Regions from separate parts of the Mus musculus genome. Here region 1 is linked to region 2. The links are chromatin contacts, called in public Micro-C maps. All regions are on one chromosome and are shown on one strand. The core of a region is the stretch at or near the end of the contact, and the rest is flanking DNA. Distances in the headings are between cores, read along the strand shown.

Region 1 (4,353 bases), core at 1,028-3,527, 210 kb before region 2:
AGAAGGGAAGACAACAGAGGAGCCATCTGCTAAGCAAAGTAGAACACACCTGTTGGTCACACCTCTTTCCACAGGTTTGTGATTTATTTGGATTGTGCCCCATGCTAATTCTCTCAATCAGGAAAACATTATAGCTATTATCAAATCAACCACAATTCTTTTCCTTCCTTTTCTCTTCCAACCACCAACTCACACCTCCCATAGCCTGTGACAGACACTCACTGTTCATAGTGGTGAATGAGGTCTCTCAGGGTGTTAGTTACTGTCATGTTTTGATTGTTTGTTGGAAGTACCCAGACTTTGTTTCATCTTTGGTGCCCAGACATTGAAATGAAATGGTATGTCAGGAAATCCAGGTTGCCTTTATAACAAAGAGCATGTTGCCTCTTTAGGGAACAAAGAAACAGTCTGAATAGCTATTCAGTTGTTTTGTAGTACTTCCAGCCTTGGGGAAAGCAAAAATCTGGCCTGACATTGAGAGTGGCCATCTCTTTTGTGGCCAGTACTGGAATGGTTAATTGCTTTGCGGTTCTCTTAAGAAGACAACAATGAGCAAGCCCCTGCTACTGGATCACAGCCTAAAGCAAAGCTGACAGATCGCACTCTGCAGCTGAAACAGATGGTTGCTTACGGGGCTGACAAAGCGAATGTAAACTGTAGGGTTTTCACCCTCTGCTGCAGCCCCAAAGAGGTGAAAAGAACACCTTCTTTTTGGAAGGACACACACACACATACACATACACACACACACACACACACACACACACACACACACACACACACACACACACACACTGCACCACCACAGCAGCTGAACACTAACATGCTGTCCCTCTCCAGCAACTATTGCAAAATCTTCAGCCATGTGAGATTATGTTCATGAAAAACTGAGATGTGAAAAATGTGGTCTTATGCCTTTCCAGAAACATGAAGCATAATGGGCTTAAAAATATTGGAAAGACAGGGCAGAAGAAAAACACTTCTACCTCTAATCTGCTTCTGACTTATTTTCAAAGCATTCGTTTTTAGGACCTAGGAAGGCAGAGAATATATTCGTAGGTAGGAAGGTGTTGTATGATTTCCCAAGGCAATCTTCCTCAGAAGAATTATAAAACCAGATACCTGTCCTTTGGCTCAGAAGTGGTTAAACATGTACTATGAGAACTAGCAGTATGCCTTTTCAGGATGCTGACAGAGAGGGGCAGAAAAATGCCCAGGGATATTCTCATTGACAGCAAGAAGCAGGAATGAGAAAACAAACACACAAAAATTGCAACAACAACAACAACAACAACCACCACAACAAGAGCAACAAAACAGAAGGAGAAGCCAAATCACGTTAAGACAATCAATGACTGAAGTCAATCTTCTCTTGTGGAACCATCTTATTTTAAAGATAGGGTCTCACTAATGTCACCATACGTAGCCCTGGTTGGCCTACAACCTACATTGTAGATATGGCTGACCTCAAACTCACAGGGACCTTCTATCCTCTGGCACAGAGTGGTGAAATTAAAGGAGTGTAGCATATCAATAGGTGGGATTTTCCTTTGAATGGATATTCACCTTTCCCAATGAATCCTCAATGCAGCTCCAGCATCGTCTTCAACTCTAAAGATATTTAAGCACTCAATTAGCTCCTACAGTCCCAGAGCTTGCTCAGGATCACAGATGCTTGACTATCAGAGACTATTGGAAGATCGAACTGTGTGCTACCTGCTCTCATGCCTAAGAAGACTGAGTCTTATCCTGGAATGGAAACTGTAAAAATGTTGCAGGCTCAAACCTGGGCTTGCTAAGATTTTCTTTTATTTTCTTTTTTGGAATGGTGATGGCTGAGGGGAGACGACCCCTTTGGTAAAGGGCTGGCCATGTGAGTATCTGAACTGGAGTTCTCAGTCCCCATGTGCAGAGCTGAATGTGCTGCCTGGATCTGCTGCCTCAGTACTGGGGAGCCAGAAACAGGAAGATCTGGGACTTGCTGGCCAGTCAGTGTAGGCCAATTGGTGAACTCTGGATTTAGTGAGAGACCCTGACCCCCATGGCCCACTAAAAGCCATGACCTAGCACAGCTGCAGAAGACATCCAACACACACTAATACTCACACATGAGTTTGCACACAGGCACGAAGGAAATGATGTCTAACAGTTTCAGTGCTCCTTAACCAAGAAAATGAAACTGTATTTTGTAAAAGTTTTGTGAAATGAGCTAAGTGTTCTGTGTGGAGTCCACTTTCCTCACTAGTTTCCTATTCTATTTTTACAGGTTTTTTTTTTCTTCCCCTTTCCACTGAACTGACAAGTTCCTCTTTTCTAGTCCACTGTATAATCCAATTCTTACTTTTCTTACTTTGGCAATCCTTTTGGTGCCTGTCCCACCTCTCCCCCTTTCTCTCTTTCTCATTTGGTCATCATCTGCTCTTTTACCTGGGGGCTTCCGTTAACTCACTGGGTACAGCCTCTGCCTGCTGAGTGTGTTAATGACCCCTTTAGCTTGCAGGTCCTGGATGCAGCCACTTGCACAGTCTGGTCTGCTTTTCTTTCAATGCATGTCTTTGAGTCTCACATGAGGCCACCTGCATGCCAAATGACGTCACCATGCTCCAGGCCCATTGGGGTGTTTCCTAGAAGAGTGAATTGCTGCTCTTTCTCTCCCAGGTGTCTCGTTCCTACCTCTTCTGTGCAGGCCTGCGGTTGTTTGTTCCGACACAACTCTTAGAATTGGGGAAAGGGCTTCATTTCCCCTGAGCTCATTGTCTCTTGGTAGATACTTTTGGCTTTTCCTTCCATTAACCAAACCAGTTCTTCATTTCATATCTTCCTTTCACATTTTCTCCTGCCACAGATAACATATGTATCACCCCTCCCCACAATACCCTATTTCCCTTATTTGCCTTTCTGTCTTCCATAGGATTGTGTTAGCGTGGCATCGTGGTTGGTGGACCAATGGCACACTTTCTGTTGCTGTTGAGAACAGGTGAAAGCAGGCAAAGGAGATATTATGCTGTATGATTCTCTGTCTCCTGTCTTCAAGGGCCTGGCTCTGCTCTCTTTACCATTGTCTCTGTGTGTAAATCCCTTTTTAGTTCATTCAGTCCTCTTGTCCTCCAGCTTTTCCTACAAGCTCTTTTTGTCACTGGCACTGAAATGTTCACTGCTGAGACATGTTGCCTCCTGTGTGGCTGTGTGGCATATTCTCTTTGTCTTTTTCATGTTCACACCAGCGAAATCAAGCTCTCTGTGTTTGAAATGTAAACAGTGCTTCGTGATGTTCTGAGTCATCAGCTCTCATGCCCCTCGTTACACATAAACTGTGATTCCTCAATTTAGACTCTTTAACTTAAATGCTGTCGATTAACTGATGTCTATTTCTGGCAACAGAGATGGTTGTCATCCAGTTGAATGCTTTGCCCTGAAGGAACTGACCTGCAGAGTCTTATTCTCCTAGCATGTACCAATTCAGTGACTCTACTGGGGGTCTCAAAAAGCGGGTGTGCCAAGGGATGCAGTTGAAGTCCATCCATTGCCAGGCTTCAGGGTAAACTTAGAAAGCCTGATAAAAGCTATGAGCGAGGATACCCTATGCTGTCTTCAGTTACTGAGAAAAAATAATCTTTACAAATATTTACTTGAGGTTTCAAGAGGTAATCTCTTGCAAAGCCAAGCTCCACTTTTGAGAAAAAGCTATTCACTGAGAAGGGGACTTGGAACATGTATCTCCCCATATCCTACAATGTGTTGACTTCCATCAATGCAAATCCTAGGCCTACTTTATGAATGTAAAACTGAAAGCTGAATGAGTCTATACTTCTTTCTGGCAGGACTTGGCTCTATAGTGTTGTGACTTACAGACAATAAACTGCAACTTGTTTCAGTGAGAATATATCCATGGAATCATGTACTAACTACAGCGTAGCCCATAGTTCAGCCCAGATGTTCTAGATACCGTACCTGTCTCCAGAGGGTAGACTTGAAACTTGGATTTCTTGTTTTGTGGGGTGGCTGGTGGAGAGGCTATGTTCTGGTTGTCCATGGTTGGCTGTACCTGCAGAATCAAGAATCATTGTTTGGGCTCTGCTTTGGAACCATGCTGGAGAGTCAGTCACTCTGTTGTTTGCTGTGCTACACCGACTGCTTTGAAGGGTTCATGTCTTTCCTTGTAACTGAAGGTCGGTTGGGAACTGATAATGAATATTGTTTTCTTTACACGATAAATCTTGTGGTTTATCTTTTTCCAACTTAACAGCATTGAAAATAAAATGAGACACTATCTTTATTTGTGAAAATTATGGAAACAATACAATATTCTCCCTCCCCTCTGTGAAGTGAAGTAGTTGTTGTCTGTAGTGTAGG
Region 2 (4,880 bases), core at 1,440-3,939:
GACATCATAACATGCACAGGTGTCTCAGTCTGAGTAAGGGAAAATCAGAGCTGGTCCCAGCTTCTCTTCTCCTCTGCTCTTGCTTCTGTCTGATTTGTGACTGTGGGTGTAATATGACTAGCAGAAGCACTCTTCTGCTGGCATACCTGTCTTTCCACAAAGGACTGTTTACCTTCAAACTCTAACCCAGAACAAACCCTGTCTTCCTTAAACAGTTTCTGTCAGCTTTTCCTCCACATTAGTGACAGAAATAATAAATGGACTTACTTTTCTTAAGCAATAACAAAATCATTATTGTTTTTCAGATAGGCTCCTAACACGAATGGTCGAGGATGGTCTTGAACTAGAGATCCTGCCAGTGTGTGCCACCATTCCTGTCTACTGGCTCCTAGTTTTATTATTACTTTGACATAAGACTTTAAATACTAAAAAAGTACGTTAGAAAACACTGTCTGTTTTCTTTACTACATGTCACTTTATTATGTTGCCTTTCAGGTCCTTTATTTTCCCTCTGAAAGTTTGAAGTACTCAATGTTGTAATCCAGACATTTTAAACTTTGATTTGCAATCATCTAAACTACAATTCAACAGAGAAATCTTTCTAAGATTGATTTTCTCTCACTGGGTCATTCATAAACATATTCATTACACACACACTCCACGAATATTCGATAATGCATCAATCACTGAGCTGTTTACATTAAGAGACACAATTGAAATTGAACAATATAATTCAATGAAATTACTGGTCTTTTTATTTATTCATCTAACCCCTAGCTGCTCAGTCACTGTAAACAGCTTCATTGAAAACAATTCACTTTTCTGTTCTTTCTGGATTGATCTTCTCAAATACATGATTGCTCTTAATTCAGATGAAATATTTCATTTCTTTAAGTACATGGAAAGGAATTAGAGCCAGCTGAATGCAATAAGGAACAAGGAAGGAAGACGCTCAGTAAGAGGAAATCAAACCTGTTTACAAGTCTGGGATCTAAACACTTGTGAGGTTTGTGGTTTTGGAAACTATATTCATATGTTAGAGGAGAAAATGATGAATGCTAGATAAACATGAGTTTTAAATGGCCTGGGTTGGATTCTTATTTCTCATTGCACCCTAAGTACCTCTTTCAAATTCCTCTGAATTTCAAAGAGTTTCAACTCAGGGCTTAAAAAAAAAAAGAAAAAGAAAAAGAAAAAAAATGTCATTTAAACACTGGGTCATTTCAACATTGGAGGGAGAAACAGATGAGGCAGAAAGATGGAAAATGTTTTCAACCATCAAGATGTGTCTGTTTTACTCAGAAGACAGGTATAGTGTGGAATATTCATAGTATTCATAAAAACAATTAGTGTGTACAGTCACTGGAGGCACATCAAATTATCATCCCATACAATGGTAAATTTTCCGTTCCTAAATCCCTAAATCAGTTTCTGTTTCCAGTTCCCCTTTCAGTAGGTGACACTGGGAATATGCTAAACACAGCCCTTGGGCAAATTAGAAACAGAAGCTGGGGAAAACATTAGGAGCCTTTTCTGGGTCTTATTTCATTTTAAACTGTTGTGTCTATTTAGAAGGTAAAGAACATTAATGTAAGTGTGTTTTAGAAACAGAAACCCATCAACTGAGAAAGTGCCATCCTGGAGTTCTGTTCCGATGGCCTTATATATTTATTTAGTTGCTAATGTTTTAAAGGAATGGACACAGCCAGGTGGAGACTCCTGAAGGTGGCAGTCATTTTGAATCACCAAAAACCCAAATGATGGTTCTTGGCTGTAGGAGCTTTTGAATGTGTTGGCTTTGAAAGTTTCATGACTGGAAAAAAAAGGAAGGCTGAAGGGAATTGGCATTTTAATTCCATGTGGCTGAGCTTTTTAGTTACGTTCAGACACTTCTATTTTTATTTCTTGAAGCTGGGCCCATGGCCAAGTAGGAAGCTGCGGAATTATTGCTCTTGCCCTCACATTTAGTACAATCTCCTATAATACTAAGGTTAGGTCAGCTTTTTCCCTGTCCTTGCATTAAACCTACAAATAGATCAGATTTCGTGATAAGCACCAGTGGAAAAAGGACGAAGGACGGAAACTGAAACACGGACCCTGTTCAAGTTGAATTAGAATCAGATCCATTGCGTCTCATGTTTGCCTAGTGCTGGCCTGAGAACCTGCTTGGTTTCACCTCTGCACTCTAGTTGTTCTTCCTTTCTTCCTTCCTTCCTTCCTTCCTTCCTTCCTTCCTTCCTTCCTTCCTTCTTTCCTTCCCCTCTCTCTCTTTCTCTCTCTCTCTTTCTTTCTTTCTTTCTTTCTTTCTTTCTTTCTTTCTTTCAAATTCTTTTTCTTTTTCCTGTTGTGTGCTGATACACTTAAATGATAGCTCTTCTTGTTTTATGCAATGGAAAAACTATTACGGAATAGTTAACCTTGAAAGCCACTGACTGTATCTAAAAACAGAAGAAAAAAAAATCTCTCCCTTACTGTGCCTCTCATTGGTTGTTTGGAAACAGCTGCTTGATGCCAAGTTTGTACTTCGCTCTTATCAGCCCATTTGGTGAGATCAGAATGTGCCTGAATAACTCTGAAGGTTAAAATATGTTGTTGGAGATTTCTGTTACTGCTATTCCAGAAAGCCACCTAATAGCATCCTCACAGTCAGCAGGGACCAGGCTCTGTCTTTCTCATGATTGTGACACATAGTGGAAATTTACTGGCTTCTATATATCACAATCTCTGCATGGTGTGTGTCACACTCAGGATAAGCCCAGCAGGACAGCCTGCAAATGGCCTGGCAGGGTTGGTCGACCAACATATGGAACAGTCCCTCTGAAAACAAAAACATGCTGCATGCGCTCATGATCTGAGTTTTACATTTTGAGTTTTTTTTTTTTCTTCTCTAGCATAGATGGTTTAATTGTGGCACCTATAAACTTAATTTTTAGAAAACTCGATAATTATAATTTTTATAATTTCCTAATTCTTTTTTTTTCAGCATTCTAGAAGTTGTGCTTCACTGCTATTAAATACTATTTGGGTTGTACGGGTTTTTTGAAGTTGTTATTTATAGTACAACCCCTAAACCCTTATAATATATATTTTCATTTCATATATACCTAATCATTCAGACCTTCTTCCAGAATTGAAATATACTGCATTATCATAGCTACTCAACAACTAGAAAATATGCATGGCCCAACAAAAGCATTTGAATATTTCAAATTGCTGCTCTGTAATCTGAATGTCATACTGTGGCCTTAGTCTAGAAATGTCTATTAGAAAAAAAAGATGCCAAGGATTAATCTTGCCTTTTGTGGTGTGCTTACATTTATCTCCAAACAGTGTATAGTGTTTTGTCAGTTATTTATCAAGCTATTTATATGTTTATCTGGTGCCTGTCACTGGGGTACTCAAAGCCTTTGACAAGTGTGCTGTTAGCAGAAAATACTGCCCAGGAGAGAAAGGATATTCTTTTTTCACTTGACTCCTTCAGAGCAGAAGCCATAGTAATTCCTATATGATTTATTGAACAACCATTAGAAGGAAACAGGCAGAAATAGATCAGCCAATCACTCAAGGCATGGACACTGGATATCTATTCTTGTTGAAATTTCTGTCCAAGGAAGCATGAGAGTTGAAAAACAAATATAACCATCTTCCAAAAGGCAAGATAACAAACAGTTTTTGTTTTTTACTTTTTATAAAATGCCTTGTAGATGATTTTTGTTCTGTAGTATGTTATGTCCCTCTTTCAACTGCAGAACTTCCCTTGATCTTAGATGAGTGTCATTTGGGCAAAACCCCAATGAGTTATGTAGAAAGTGATAATTAAAGAACCATACATTAGCAGATGCAGATAATTTAATATATAGCAATTCTGAAGACTTATTATCACACCTGATGTTTGCAAATCAGTCACTTCCATGAGTGGTCCATCTGAGATTCTCATTTCTTTTTTCTTTTCTTTTTTTTTTATACTTTATTTTCTTTGCCTAAATGATAAGAGAAAGTTGTTAAATTAGCGATTTATGATCAGGATACTCAATAATGACAAGTCAGCCAAAGACAACCTCAATTTGTATTATGATATGATATTCTTCCACTATATTTTAATCCTTATAATGTTTCTACCTGAAAGGACCATCTTAACATTTTTTTCAATGTACAAAGAATGCTATTTCTTCTTTTCTCATAGCACTTGTTGAAGAAGCTAAAAGTCAACTGTCACCTCTCCATTAGGGCCACCATGAAATGAGAACACATAGGAATCTTGAAACAGTTGCTTGACTCCATATGGGAAGAATGTCTCTCTAGGAGACACTTAGTTAGGTAAAGAATTACCCTACTATCCTATCTCTTCCTGAGTTCAGATTTCTCATTACAGATTCTTTTTTTCCTATTCTTTTCCACATCTTCCACTGGTCATATGTTTTGAGGGATTTTTCACATCTATAAACCATGCTTCAATTCAAGGATCATTGAGATATTTAGATAACTTTTCTAGTAGATCCTTCCTTTATAGTGTTAGGATGAGTTCTTTCTGAAGCTTAACAAATTCTGAGGCAGGCTTATTATACCATCACCAGGTAAGGCAGTTAATAAAAATAACCCAGAGGAGAGAGTTCAAATCTGTATATGTGTGTTCATTTTGGTCCCATACAGAAAAGTACAGTGTATTTGAGAAATGATTGTGAAGATAAAACCATGTCTTCCTGTGCAAACTCCCACACACCTAGAAATAATTATCTTTAATTTTGCAGGGAATATCCAAAAATAGGTTCTTTTATATTCAATTTTTTCCCTTGAGCACAACATGGAAGTGAAAATTTAAGAATGTAATTATTTGCCATGCTAAGAATTCCTGAGTCTATATAACACTGCCACTCTGTGCT

The links. A called contact is a pair of places that touch in the nucleus more often than the background predicts.
Region 1: a contact with region 2 is called in a Micro-C map of macrophages, with 4 times the contacts expected there. The contact joins two enhancer-like sites. A contact is called at or near these places in 1 of 15 datasets of contacts at CTCF or cohesin (pro-B cells), 2 of 484 Hi-C or Micro-C datasets (the HPC-5 cell line and macrophages) and 2 of 115 datasets of contacts at active chromatin or transcription factors (large pre-B cells and neural progenitor cells).

The regions. Positions count from the first base shown.
Region 1 is chr10:17,199,190-17,203,542 of GRCm38.p6, reverse strand. No RefSeq gene overlaps it. Among named protein-coding and RNA genes, the nearest start is that of Gm20125, 110 kb to the right of the region's middle. Within about 2 kb of position 2,277, at least 110 of the 459 cell types and tissues checked have an H3K27ac peak or open chromatin away from gene starts, as enhancers often do. A contact at or near this core is called in macrophages, where this site is marked.
Region 2 is chr10:16,991,745-16,996,624 of GRCm38.p6, reverse strand. The region is part of intron 1 of Gm20125 (predicted gene, 20125); the gene reads left to right. Among named protein-coding and RNA genes, the nearest start is that of Gm20125, 100 kb to the left of the region's middle. Within about 2 kb of position 2,689, at least 36 of the 459 cell types and tissues checked have an H3K27ac peak or open chromatin away from gene starts, as enhancers often do. A contact at or near this core is called in macrophages, where this site is marked.